Regions from separate parts of the Mus musculus genome. Here region 2 is linked to region 1. A link is a contact called in public HiChIP or PLAC-seq data. All regions are on one chromosome and are shown on one strand. Each heading gives the region's core, a stretch centred on a gene start, on an enhancer-like site or on the middle of the called end of the contact. The rest is flanking DNA. Distances are from core to core; before and after follow the strand shown. Region 1 has its middle 130 kb from the start of Runx2os3. Region 2 has its middle 47 kb from the start of Gm41582.

Region 1 (5,903 bases), core at 1,374-3,873:
AAATGAAGAGCGGGAAGACTGGAGCATGACCTTTCTACAAATTCTCCTTCTCCCCTGCCTTCCCCCATTTCCCCACCCCATTTCTGTTTGAGGGGGTTTGTTTTGTTTTGTTTTGTTTTGTTTGTTTGTTTTTTTTTGAGATAGAGTCCCACACTGTAGCACAGGTTAGCCTTGAGCTCAAGCTGCCCCTGCTGCCTTAGTCTCCTGACCCCTGACACCTCTCTATGCCCAGTGAAATTTCATATTTCTAAGTGGGGTCTTTCTGTTTGTAAAGATGAACTTAGCACAGTGGATGTGAGAATACTTGTAGAAGAAGATGTTCTATGGGTACCAATCGAACGGAGAGACCACAGTCAGGGGACTCTTGGTTCATCTTAAACTGAAGAAAAACATGTTAAGCTGAACTCGATGACTGTAGTTGAGGCTGGGAGTGAAGAGCCGTGTGTTGCATGTCCCATCTGAATATTTTCAGTATAAAAGAAAAACCTCAGCGGGGCAGCTATTTCTTCTTGGTTATGACCCTTGTTATACCAATAGCAGCATAATTCATGGTGCATTATGGGGGAGAGAGAGAAATCCTACTACAAATGCCCATCTGACCCTGAGATAACTTACCTTAACATGTGTGTAGGCATCACGTCACATTTCCATGTAAAATATAGATACCCTGCGTGATACTTAAGTGAACCCGTTATAGGTTTCTCTTTAATGCGTTTTCAGTCAATGACTTCTAAGACATTTGACATTATTTCTGGGGAGGAGATTTCCTGCCTCTTCCACAGCATTGATGAAAATCTAGCTGGGAACAATACATCTTCTGTGAAGCTCTCTCCACAGAAAGTAGAAGAAATAAATCTCTCTTCTCAGCACTGGCTCTGAAGGCAAGCCGAGGAGAGCACAGGGCCTTGGGAGGATTGACACTCAAGGGGAGAGGGGAAAGGCTCCTCAATATGCAACAGGCTCAGGGGACCTGGGGAAAGAAGTCAGTCTGGGGTCTGCTGCGGGGCACTGTGAGGGTCTAAGCCAAGACAGGAAGAGCACAAACCCCACCATTAATAAATGTGTCACTCTTACCTGTCAAGTGGGCCCCTTCGGTGAGAGTCACAGTGGTGTGAAATACAGAGCTTACTTGCCTTAACTCCTCATTTTATGGGCTGGAGGAAACCCATCAGCCAACTAGCCATGTGAAATTTGCTCGATGCTCCTGGCTCACCGAATGGTTAGAGATGAGTCCCAGGCCCTATGCCTTAGGTATTTTCCTTGCTGCTGTGGCAAAAATATTAGACAAAATGAGAGCTAAGGAAGGAAGGGTTGGTTTATTTTGGCTTGTGGTTTGAGGGTTCAGTCAATCATGGCATCCCCATGGCAGTACAAGTGTAAACTGACCGCTCACACTGCATTCCTAGGCAGGAAGCAGAGAGATCTGAATGCTTGCTCCACTCTCTTAATCGTTTTTTGTTCAACCTAGAACCTCAGTCCATCGATGGCACTGATCATGGGGCATCCTACCTCAACTAACCTAATCTGAACTCTCCCACACGGACACAGGCCCAAGAGTTGTCTCAGTTTCAACCACTACACTCACCAAGCCTCAGAAACAATCCTTGGGCAGAAGAGTGAGATCTCTAGCGAGGCGTATCTGAGATATTCCACAGCATTGATTTTGATGAGCCAGTCAGGTTCAACAGCAAGGGTAGACATAGGGCAGACCAATTATCTGAGCCGACGGGTTTCCTTTGTGACCTAGGACATGCCTTGGTGCCATGGTGCGCATGTGGAAGTCAGAAGACAACTTGTAGTAGTCAGTTTTCTCCTTCTGCCATATGGTTGTTGAGGGATGAGACTCGTGTCATCAAACTGGGTGGCAAGTATCTTCACCCACTGAGCCAGAACCTTGCTGTCTTTCAAAGAGACCTTTCAAGAGATACTTGATGCTTGATACTAATCCCCAAATATCCCTGGCTCCCCAGCAGATCTGCTCCTCTTTCCCTTTTCATGGTAGTGCCCATCTTTGTGTACACTGACCTGTTTACATATTCATCATGTCATCATGTGACACTCCCTGTTTGTATGTACAGTTCCTACTTTCAGGAATTCTGGCCCTATAATGTGTGGCACATAGTAGGTGGTTTTTCAGTGTTTATGAATTCAGAAACAAATGAAAGTATTTGGATCAGGTATTAGGCCAGGGCTTTCTCTAATCCTGGATGCATCTCCTCTAGGCAGGCTGTATCATTGCCACTTCACACATGGAAAAAAAAATTCAAGGCTTAATGAATTTAATGGGTTGCTGGAGGCTGTCTGGGCAGCTTGGGGAAAGAGTCTCCTAAAGGTCACTGGCAAAGGTGCAAAGGGAGGCTAGAAAGCAGTTGCTTCTTTACCCTCCCTCTCCTGTCCCCTCTGTGGTCCAGGTCTGGGCTTCCAGAAATTTCTTTTGAAGGAGAAGCCCTGCACTCTGTGGTTCTTGAGGCCCTTTCTGGCTTTGCTGTGGGTTCCTGCAACCTGAAGTTCCAAACAGAGGCATTTGCTAATTTCCTGAAGAAAGCTGCAGGAAGTCTTGTCCCTGGGTAAAAGCTGTTCACAGTAGGTGAGAAAAGGGGAAGTTTTCAGACCACCACACACTTGGAGGTTTCATTTTCAGTGTTGTGTGGAGCTGACAAACAAACCTGAGTTGGCTCTCCTCCCTGTTTCCCTCCTGCCCTGGCCCAGCTTCCCCCCCCCCCTCTTTTCCAGATTCCTGTGAGTGTTTGGTTAACTTTATCCCCTCCTGTGTTATTGTTGTTGTACCACATATTAATGCAGGGCTTCTGTAGCCGGCAGAGTACGGTTGAGTTACAGTAACAAGCTACAAGCTGGAGGAAAGGGCTGCGGTTTCTGGCTGGTCCTGTCCCAGATATCCACCCTCACATCTGGATAAGCGATCATGTGACAGCTCAAAAAGCCAGCAGCATGTCCTGGAGACCATAAAAAATGGGGTCTGTTAAATTAAAAAGGCTTTAACTACTGGCTCAGCTGGTTTGGGGGGGGGGTCTTTCATTTTCTCCCCTCTCTTTTCTGCCTCTTTCTCTCTCTCTCTCTCTGTCTTTTTTCATTGCTCCAGAATGTGTTGAAAGATTTGTGATTGCTATATACTTAATTTAATATCGTGAACCTATCATATTGTAAATTTGTTTGCATGCTTTTCTGAAGTCTAGCCAGCTCTTCTCCATTTTCCTAAGTTAACACAGGGCTTTGTCAATTCTGGGATCAGGACTGGATGTCCTGGTAATAAACACTCCAGAATAAAGAGTCTCTCTTCCAGTTTCCCCAACACCCTATCATCTCGCTGCCCTCTCCCCGCATCCTCCCCCCCCTCCCATAAAGGCAGACTTCAAACTCCTGGTCAAAGCATGCCTCCTTCTTCTTCTTCTTCTTCTTCTTCTTCTTCTTCTTCTTTTTTTTAAACCATCTTTAAGGAAGATCCTGTAGGGCAACCGGCTTTAAAATAGTACTAGTTAATAGAAATGTCATTGTTCTTGTTGGATAAAGTCCAGAACAGATTGGAAGTAAAACACATCTTGAGATGTTAAACAGCAAAGCACCAGCAACCTCAATTCCTACAACTCAAAACAAACCAAAAAGCAAAGCAAAACAAAGCAAAGCAAAACAAAACAAAACAAAAAAACCCAAAACTCTTATTTTCATTTTCTTGCACAAATAAAACATTCTTGTGTTGCCCACTGGACATATCCTTCTCTCTGATTTACCACGATTGCAAAAACCAGGATTAAACAAGGCACCCGTTCCAAAACCAAAAGTCTGTTTTCTCAAACTATCAAAGAGAGAATAACTTTGGAAGGGAGTGCATGATAGAAGATGAGAGGCAAGCAGTGCCTGGTTTCTGGTAAAAGAATAAACAGCCAATTAGGAAAAGTGCTCTCTCCCAGCATCCGTGCTATCTGTTGGCGGTGGCTCACTTTTCAGTTTAGGGGAATGTAACAGAAACAATACCAGTAAAACCCTAGCAGCTTTGGGTCTCTTACATGACACGTCATCTTACTTTAACCCGTGAACCAATCAGGTCGGTATTTTCAGTAGACCATAGGCTTCCTATGAGCCCCCATCTATGTGTCTTGCTCACTATCTGGCCTTCAGGGTGCAGAGGAATGAGGGGCCCTTTAACATTGCTATTCATTTTCATGTTGGGGGCCTCTATGCCTCTCTAGATGCACACTCCATGCTCACCTGGGCTGGGCTCCAGAACAGCAAGTGTCACCTGTGTTTCTAGGATCCTTATGACCTATGCTCATGGGCTCTCTATACCTGTGTCCATGGGCACTTTGTGATTTGCACTCAAAGGTTCTCAATGATCTGTGCCCACCGGGCTGTCTATGACCCATGCCCATGAACCCTCAATGACCTTTGTAATAGGATCTCTGCAATCTGTGCCCAGGGTGCCTTCTGTGACTTGTATCTATAGGTCCTCTGTGCTCTGTGTCTAAGGACCTTCTATGACCTGTGTTCATTGCTCCTCTGTGTACATGGGCTCTATATGACCCTGTGACCTGTATCCACAGGGTCTCTATGGTCTGTGCCTATGGGCTCTAATTCCTTGTCTCCCCTTTGAACACAACCCATTGAGGTGATCGGAATAAACCATCATTACAGATTGACCGAATGCCTCCACTGAGCCTGTAGCTCCTGTCAGGCCCAGAGGTGGTGAAGACTCCCTTCGCATTCTGGTCTGACAGTCCTGAGCTGTGTTTGCAATAATCCTACCACTAAACCCATAAACACCTTCATTGAGGGCATCCATTTCCTCCTTTATATCCAACTGAGATCTCGGAAGAAATTAAGATTTATTGGCTAGACCACGAAGGTTCCATTACAGAGCTCCATGCCTGTGGACAGTTGCAGTAAAGTGGTCCATCGTCTCCTCCCATCACTGAGTCTTGGGAGATGCGGTAACTGCCCCCTCCCCCAACCTAAAAGGTCCAAGTAAATGTTAGAGATGTTTCGCCACCAAGACAGGAGCAGTTCCAGTCCATCCTTATGCAGGTTTCTTTGTGGTTCCCGGTGTGATCTGCCACCTAGGGACGGTAGAGTCACTGTAGAACCAGCTACCTACTCATCCTGTCAATCAAATTTACTCATTCATCATCCTGTACGAACTGAAAAACGCCCACAATACACCACAGATACGGGATGCCAATTTTATTTTATTCTGAATGCTACCTAGTAGGTTCTTCAAACACGGCATTCCAGAAAGTTCTGAAGCAGTCCAGTGTCAAGGAGAAGGAGAGTCAGGGTCGACTATTAATGTCCATTATTGGTATAGAAGTGAAACATACATTGTGAATATATGTGAACATAAATTCACACAATCAGAGTTTGACATCACTGTGTTAGATGACTGGGGTAAGTGAAAAGAAAAAGAAAAGAGAAAAAAGAAATCACACCAAACAAACACCAAAACCCGAAACCCAGACCTCCTGGTAGGAGGCTTATCTTTGTTCCACTTCTGTGGGCTCTGGGTTAAAACTCAGTGTTTTCTCAAGGACTTCTGATGTTCCGTAACTGCCTTGCCCTCCAGACAAATCACCCCAGCGGTGATTTGATTATACCAAGGCGTAGCTCACCAGACGGTGCCTGTTTTCATTATTTACAGTCAATATTGTATTTTCTGGGTTAGAAAATACAAATTAAATGGAAAGTTTTTCATCTACTTGCTTGGCATGTAAATCGCAGCCCACGATGACTAGACAGTTCCCAGACTTAATTAAGATGAAGGCTCACTAAGCAAGGGATTGAAGAAAATCTTTCTTCACGGACCTATCTTCCGGCCCTTTAATAAGGAAGTAGACACATATCAGGAAAGTTACTCCCTGAAGCCTCTTGATTTGGTTACAGTCTATTGTAAAAGA
Region 2 (5,903 bases), core at 1,453-3,952, 780 kb before region 1:
GTGGACAAGAGACCAGCATGTGGTGAGACGGGAGGCAGAGGGAGGTACTCTCGGGGATGGTGAGGAAAGACATCCAGGACCTTCCGGAACACACAGCTTTGACCCTTCTCCCTCAGGCCACTGTGTTCTTAACTTAGCAGAGTGAAGCCGACCTCAAGTCTGCAACCAAGGACAGACTCACATTTGAAGCGAAGGTGTGGGCAGCTCTACATGGCCTTGCTCACAGGAGAATACAACCGGAATGCACTCCTATCGAGGAGAAGGAGACAGGGCCTGCAGAAGCAGAAAGCAGCCTTCATCCTTCCAGAGACTGCTCAGGAAAGAGCTGAGACCAACCCAGTCCCTTCCAAGTAAGAAGGAAGGAGGGAGAGAGGGAGACAGCCCACTTCCCAGATCACGGGCGTCTTCTGCCAGACTCAGTCTGACCCAAACTTTCACATCTTTCTTCTTCACCTAGTACATGTACGCATTTGTGTTCAAATGTATCGATGCGTGTTGCTGTGTCTGCACATGTGTGTATGTATATGAGCACTGATATTTGTGCATATATGTGTGTGTATATGTACACATGTGCTGCACCTGTGTCCTGTCAGGACTTGGTAGAGACAGTTGAAGCCGGGAAAGTAAACAAGGCTCTGATTTGGATGGCATGGGCTCTAAGCCCCTTCCTGTACACTGGGCCAGTTATCTAGTTGTGGTGGTGGGGAAATGCCAGAGGCCTATATGGAGCATGGTTGGCCCGCAGCTCCTTGGGGTTGCTCACTTCCAAGGACCTTTTGATCTTGCTGACGCTGACACAAAACCCCAGGATTCAGTTCTGGAGCTTTGATCTGCATAATAGAATCAGGCAGGGGGAGACTGACATATATGGAAAGCCTTTTGGGCTGCCTTGGTCGGGCTCAGGGATAAGGAGAGCACAGACTTGGATATCTCACAAGGGAGAATTCTGGAAAACTCGGGAAATAAAAGCTATAGGGAGAGATTATCGCTGAATTCCTGTCATTGTTTTATTGGCTTCTCTGGAGGGACAGACGGTGACTAAGACAAGATTGCCATGGGATGTGACGGTTTGACTTGGCTGCAGAGGTGCGGTTTCTAATTGGGCCTGAATGAATGAAGCTCAAGGTTCCAAGTGGGATTTATTTTTTTCCTAACACTGGTTTGTTGTTGTTGTTTGTTGTTGCTGCTGTTTTATTTTCTTCCCCAAAACTTGTTAGCAAGAGTCTGGCAGAGGACGCCCATGATCTAGGGAAGTGGGCTGTCTCTCTCTCCCTCCTTCCTTCTTACTTGGAAGGAACTGGGTTGATCTCAGCTCTTTCCTGAGCAGTCTATTGAAGGATGAGGGCTGCTTTCTGCTTCTGCAGGCTCTGTCTCCTCAATAGGAGTGCATTCCAGTTGTATTCTCCTGTGAGCAAGGCTACGTAGAGCTGCCCACATCTTCGATTCAAATGTGAGTCTGTCCTTGGTTGCTGACATGAGATCGGCTTCACTCTGAAGTTGGCATTACAAGAGTGTGCCAACACACCCAGCTCCTTTATCATTCTAATCTTTTTTTTAAAGACAATCTCAAACAGTTCAGGCTGGCCTTGAACTCTTGAATCTCTACCTCCCTAGTGTTGGGCTTATAGACACACATCACCATGACCCTCCCCACTTTGTTAGCCTCAGTGAGTCTATTGTATGAACACTGGGCTGGGCAGTTTCCTCCCTTGGGCAAGTTCTAGAACTTAGATTTGCATTTGGCGCAAATGTGTCTTTATCCCAGTCTAAGGTAGCGCAGCTTTCTGCCATCAATGGAGAAGGCCCATGTTCTCACATTTCCCAGAACATTTGTGCAAAAACCATACCAGACAAACCTGGGAAGTCTGGTGCAGTGACTCATGGTTCTGGTCAGATGGAGGGTGCATGGGCTGACACCCCAGGAGGGGGACCTGGACCATGCATGGACTTGGCAGCTCCCTACCAGGGCAGGAAAGGAAAAATGTGGGGTGAAAGCCTCAGTCAGGAAAGAGAAAAGCATAGGATGAGTAGAAAGCGGCCCAGGCAGATCCAGGCTGAGGCCTTGTGCCATTGATGACAGGATGTTGTGTGCATGGGATGTGGCTAACCAGTGCCTGCTCTCAGTGGTCACTGAGCCCCATGCCACTGGCTGCTCTTGACCCCCTCTCAGACTCCATGGTCTCCTTGAGAGGTGCTCAAACCCCGAGGAGGCTGAGTCGGCAGGGCCAGGAAGTACTGAGAAACCCTTGGGGGAAATCCAAAGCCCAGATCTTCTTATTCTGAGAACCTCCCACCACCGGAAGGAAGAGGAGACCACGAAACTCAGCATTTCCAGCCCTTATTCCCATCCACTGGGTGGTTGGACAGCCAGGGTTGGTGAGTCTGCAGCTATATTTACCCTCAGATTTCTGGGATGGCTGACTTATGGGACACTATAGTCAACTCAGTTCCCTCTGTAGCAATCACCAGGAAGCTAAGCCACAAGTGTGCTCTCCTCACACTCAACACCACCCCCAACACACCAGCCCCCCAGCGACAAAGCTCCTAAGCCAGCTCCAGGAAGTGTCTCCCTGGGGCTTTCTAGGGTCAGTCCGGACGCCCATCTTAGTAGCCACCACCTATGGAAGGGCACCAAAGAGCAGGGCTCCTGTGTTGCTTCTTCCCCATGCCTCTGAGTTGCCTGTCCCTGTGGTCTGTGGTAAATTCGGTTCAGAGCAGTGTTACACAGCCACAAAGGCCTACTTTGTTGAAGGCTGCCTTGCCCAGTACTGTTTGGTGAACATCAAAACTCAACACTTCTACCTGGGCACCTCCAGGGACCCATCCTTGTATTTTTCCGTCTACTTACAGTGTTCCTTCAGAGGGCTCAGAATCTGTGTGTTGCCAACAACATGATCCCTTATAGTGCGGGGAGGGAGTTAGTGTTGGGGAAAGTTTAATTCACGATAGGCTTTTTTTTCCTCCTTCTGCCTGTGTCGAACAATCCTGTGAGATTCACAGCTCTGCTCCAGACTGCTGTGAAGGGTGTAGAGGGATGTTAAAACATGGCAGAACCCTGGGACCAGAGAGATAGCACAGAAGACCTGAGTTTGGTTGCAAGTGCCCACTTTAGGCAGCTCACGGTCACCTGTAACGCTAGCTCCAGGGGATCCAACATGTCTGGCTTCCACAGGCACAGGCAAGTATTTAAATATAAAATAAATCTTTTTTTAAAAAATGCTGAAAATTACTAGTAGCTTCTTTCGTGGGTGGCGAAGGGCTCTGCATTTGTCCGGGCTGTGGGGAATGAAGCCTTGCTTGGTAATGACAGGAATGATTACTGTACAAAGAGAATCCTGTTTACAGGCCAGAGGCTAGCCCACTAGGTACCCTTTTCCCAACCAAGAGGGCTTCCCTTTGCATGGTGACCAATATACCCTCAACGGAAAGCAACTGTCTCTCCAGGCCACCATTTTCTTTTCTAGATAAAATGTTTGCAACACTCCTGAATACCACTAACCCAGAAGCCCCAACCCCACCCCCATTAAGACTGCCCTCAGAAAATTAACTGGGATCAAGAAGGATTCGGTTGTGAGTCGGATGCTAAATCTGCCTGGCTCATGGGGCTCAGAAGTTGGCCCACAGCCCTGGATTCACAGGCTGGGGCTTCCGGTGACCGTTCATCCGGGATTTGTAGCTACAGGTACTGAGGGAGCGGTGACTCACACACAGCTGAGGAAGCAGGGCCAGCCACAGGTAAGGGCACCGCCTGGATCAGGGTGCCCAGAGTGGGAGTGGCAGGGGGTGAGGTGAGGCAGGAAGAAGAGACAGAAAAAGAAAGTTACAAAATTAATAAACTCAAGGCCCACTATTTTCATCCTGCAACAGTCAAATATTAGACCCTGTCCCAAAATAGCTCCCTTTGTGCTGGCTCCAAGAAACACGAAGCAAGAGGGAGCCGAGCACAAGGCCCCATTCATGAGAGCCCTGCGGATGCTAGCGGGTTCGCCACTCTATAATCCCTGACAGCCCTCACTAAATCATGGTGCTGCAGGTGCAAAGACTGCTGGGAGCATGGCCCATGTCCTGCTCAGGCAGTACTCTGTGCCCTCTCTGCAAGGCAGGGGAGCTTCCAGACATAGCAGGGTTTCTTTGAGTAGCACTGAGTCCCAGGTACCCACAAACTAGCAAGCTGGGTAGAATTTGACTCTTTCCACATGGGTAGGGTCTGGCCTACTGTTTACTGAACACTTCAATAAATCCCTCTCCATAGTTGAGCAGGTGGTGCAGTGCCTCTGTCGCCTCCCCCCCTCGCCCCACAGGAGGTGACAGTGTGGTCACAGAGAGCTTTTCTGGTAGAAGTGGGGGTGGGGTGAGGGAATGGGAGGGTGGGGGCAAGGGGCAGGGCAGATCTCCTCCATCCCCCACTGGGCATCTCAGGAAGGCACCGGGGCATTAACTACTCTGCTGCTGTAGTGTCTCCTTCCTACAGAGGCCAGAGAGGGCTTAGAGTGCCCTGGAACATGCGAACTGCCATGTAGGTGTTGGGAATCAACTCCTGGGTTCTCTGAAGGAACAGTCAGTGCTCTTAATTGCTGAGCCATCTCTCCAGCCCCTCAGTTTCATTTTGTTGAAATAGATCTCATTATTTAGCCCTGGATGGCCTGGAACTTATCACATAGCCCAGGCTGGCCTCAAACTTGCAGAAAGCCTTAAGGTGTAGGGGGAGAGGCTTGGAGGAAGGGGAAACTGCAGCATGGCTGTAAGATATGAGGTCAAATAAACATTCAAAGAAAATAAAGAGCTCACTTATGAGGTAGTTCTCAGCCTTCCCTGAGCACCTCAGTTTCTTTGTCTGTATAATGGCGAAGAGGAAAACAAAGCAAAAACAAAACCGCACCCAAGTCCACAAGGTGGTTAGGAAGATGGAATGAAGTCCGGAAATCCGAAATGAGCATCTCAAATGTACTCGGAAGCTGACACTTCCTTATTCTGACTTTGGCTGCAGACAGCATTCATTAGGTGACGCTCTGTCAGGCTCTTCCAGGTCGTTTTTGGTTTACTGACTCAGCCCAAGGTGTGGAGCTTCAGGGTCACAGCAGGCGCCCTAAGGCCTTGGCTCTGTGAGGTCCTAGAGTCGTTTTGCAGGGAGGAGAAAATGTGAGTGGCCTGGTCTCTTGGTACAAGTTTCTATTTGGACCTAGGGCAAAGCCAGGTTTCCAACTTCCTTAAATCCATTCAAGTCTTATGCATTGAAAAATCCCTGTTTAAGAGGGGGACGGAGAAGCATTTCCTGAGGTCAGCTAGATAGCAACCAGTATTTGAGGAGTCAGAAATGAAAACACAGAAGTCGCTCAAAACCACTCCAACCATTGACATTCATCCGCCATGTTAACACTCTTTGCAAGCAGACTGAAGGGGAAAAAATATGTAGAACTGAAGCTATTACTAATGGGTGTAGTTAAAATAAACGGAGAGGGGAAAAATAAAATTATTTCTCCCAACTAGAGGTTTTATAAGAGTAGAAAAAAAAAAAAAAAAAAGAAATCAAATGCTCTGCTTAAACTCTACAAAGCAAACACCACTCTTCAAAAGTCCATGCAAAATGGCAGGCATGTAGGTGATTAGGTGTGAGCAGATGTGCAAGAAATGTTTTTGGAAAACTCTGGAACAAGATGCCTGGGCAGAGCAGGTTAGGGCCGACAGGAGTTGGTGGTGTTGGAAACGAAAGCCCGGAGCCACAAACTCGAAACCAAGGACTTCAATCTGAATCCGTTCAGACCACACCCTCCCCTCCCCTCCCCTCCCCTCCCCTCCCCTCCCCTCCCCTCCCCTCCCCTCCCCTCCCCTCTCTTCCTTTTCCCTCCCCTCCCCTCTCCTCTTTTTGCCTCCCCTCCCGTCTCCTCCCGTCCCCTTCCCTCCCC

What was found. HiChIP or PLAC-seq counts read pairs in DNA pulled down with a chosen protein or histone mark.
Region 2: a BATF HiChIP or PLAC-seq map of CD8 T cells shows a contact between it and region 1, with 5 read pairs. The contact joins two enhancer-like sites. A contact is called at or near these places in 1 of 39 promoter capture datasets (neural stem cells), 1 of 484 Hi-C or Micro-C datasets (bone marrow-derived macrophages) and 1 of 115 datasets of contacts at active chromatin or transcription factors (CD8 T cells).

Annotation. Positions count from the first base shown.
Region 1 is chr17:44,429,676-44,435,578 of GRCm38.p6, reverse strand. No RefSeq gene overlaps it. Among named protein-coding and RNA genes, the nearest start is that of Runx2os3, 130 kb to the left of the region's middle. Within about 2 kb of position 2,623, at least 93 of the 459 cell types and tissues checked have an H3K27ac peak or open chromatin away from gene starts, as enhancers often do. A contact at or near this core is called in CD8 T cells, where this site is marked.
Region 2 is chr17:45,213,635-45,219,537 of GRCm38.p6, reverse strand. No RefSeq gene overlaps it. Among named protein-coding and RNA genes, the nearest start is that of Gm41582, 47 kb to the left of the region's middle. Within about 2 kb of position 2,702, at least 44 of the 459 cell types and tissues checked have an H3K27ac peak or open chromatin away from gene starts, as enhancers often do. A contact at or near this core is called in CD8 T cells, where this site is marked.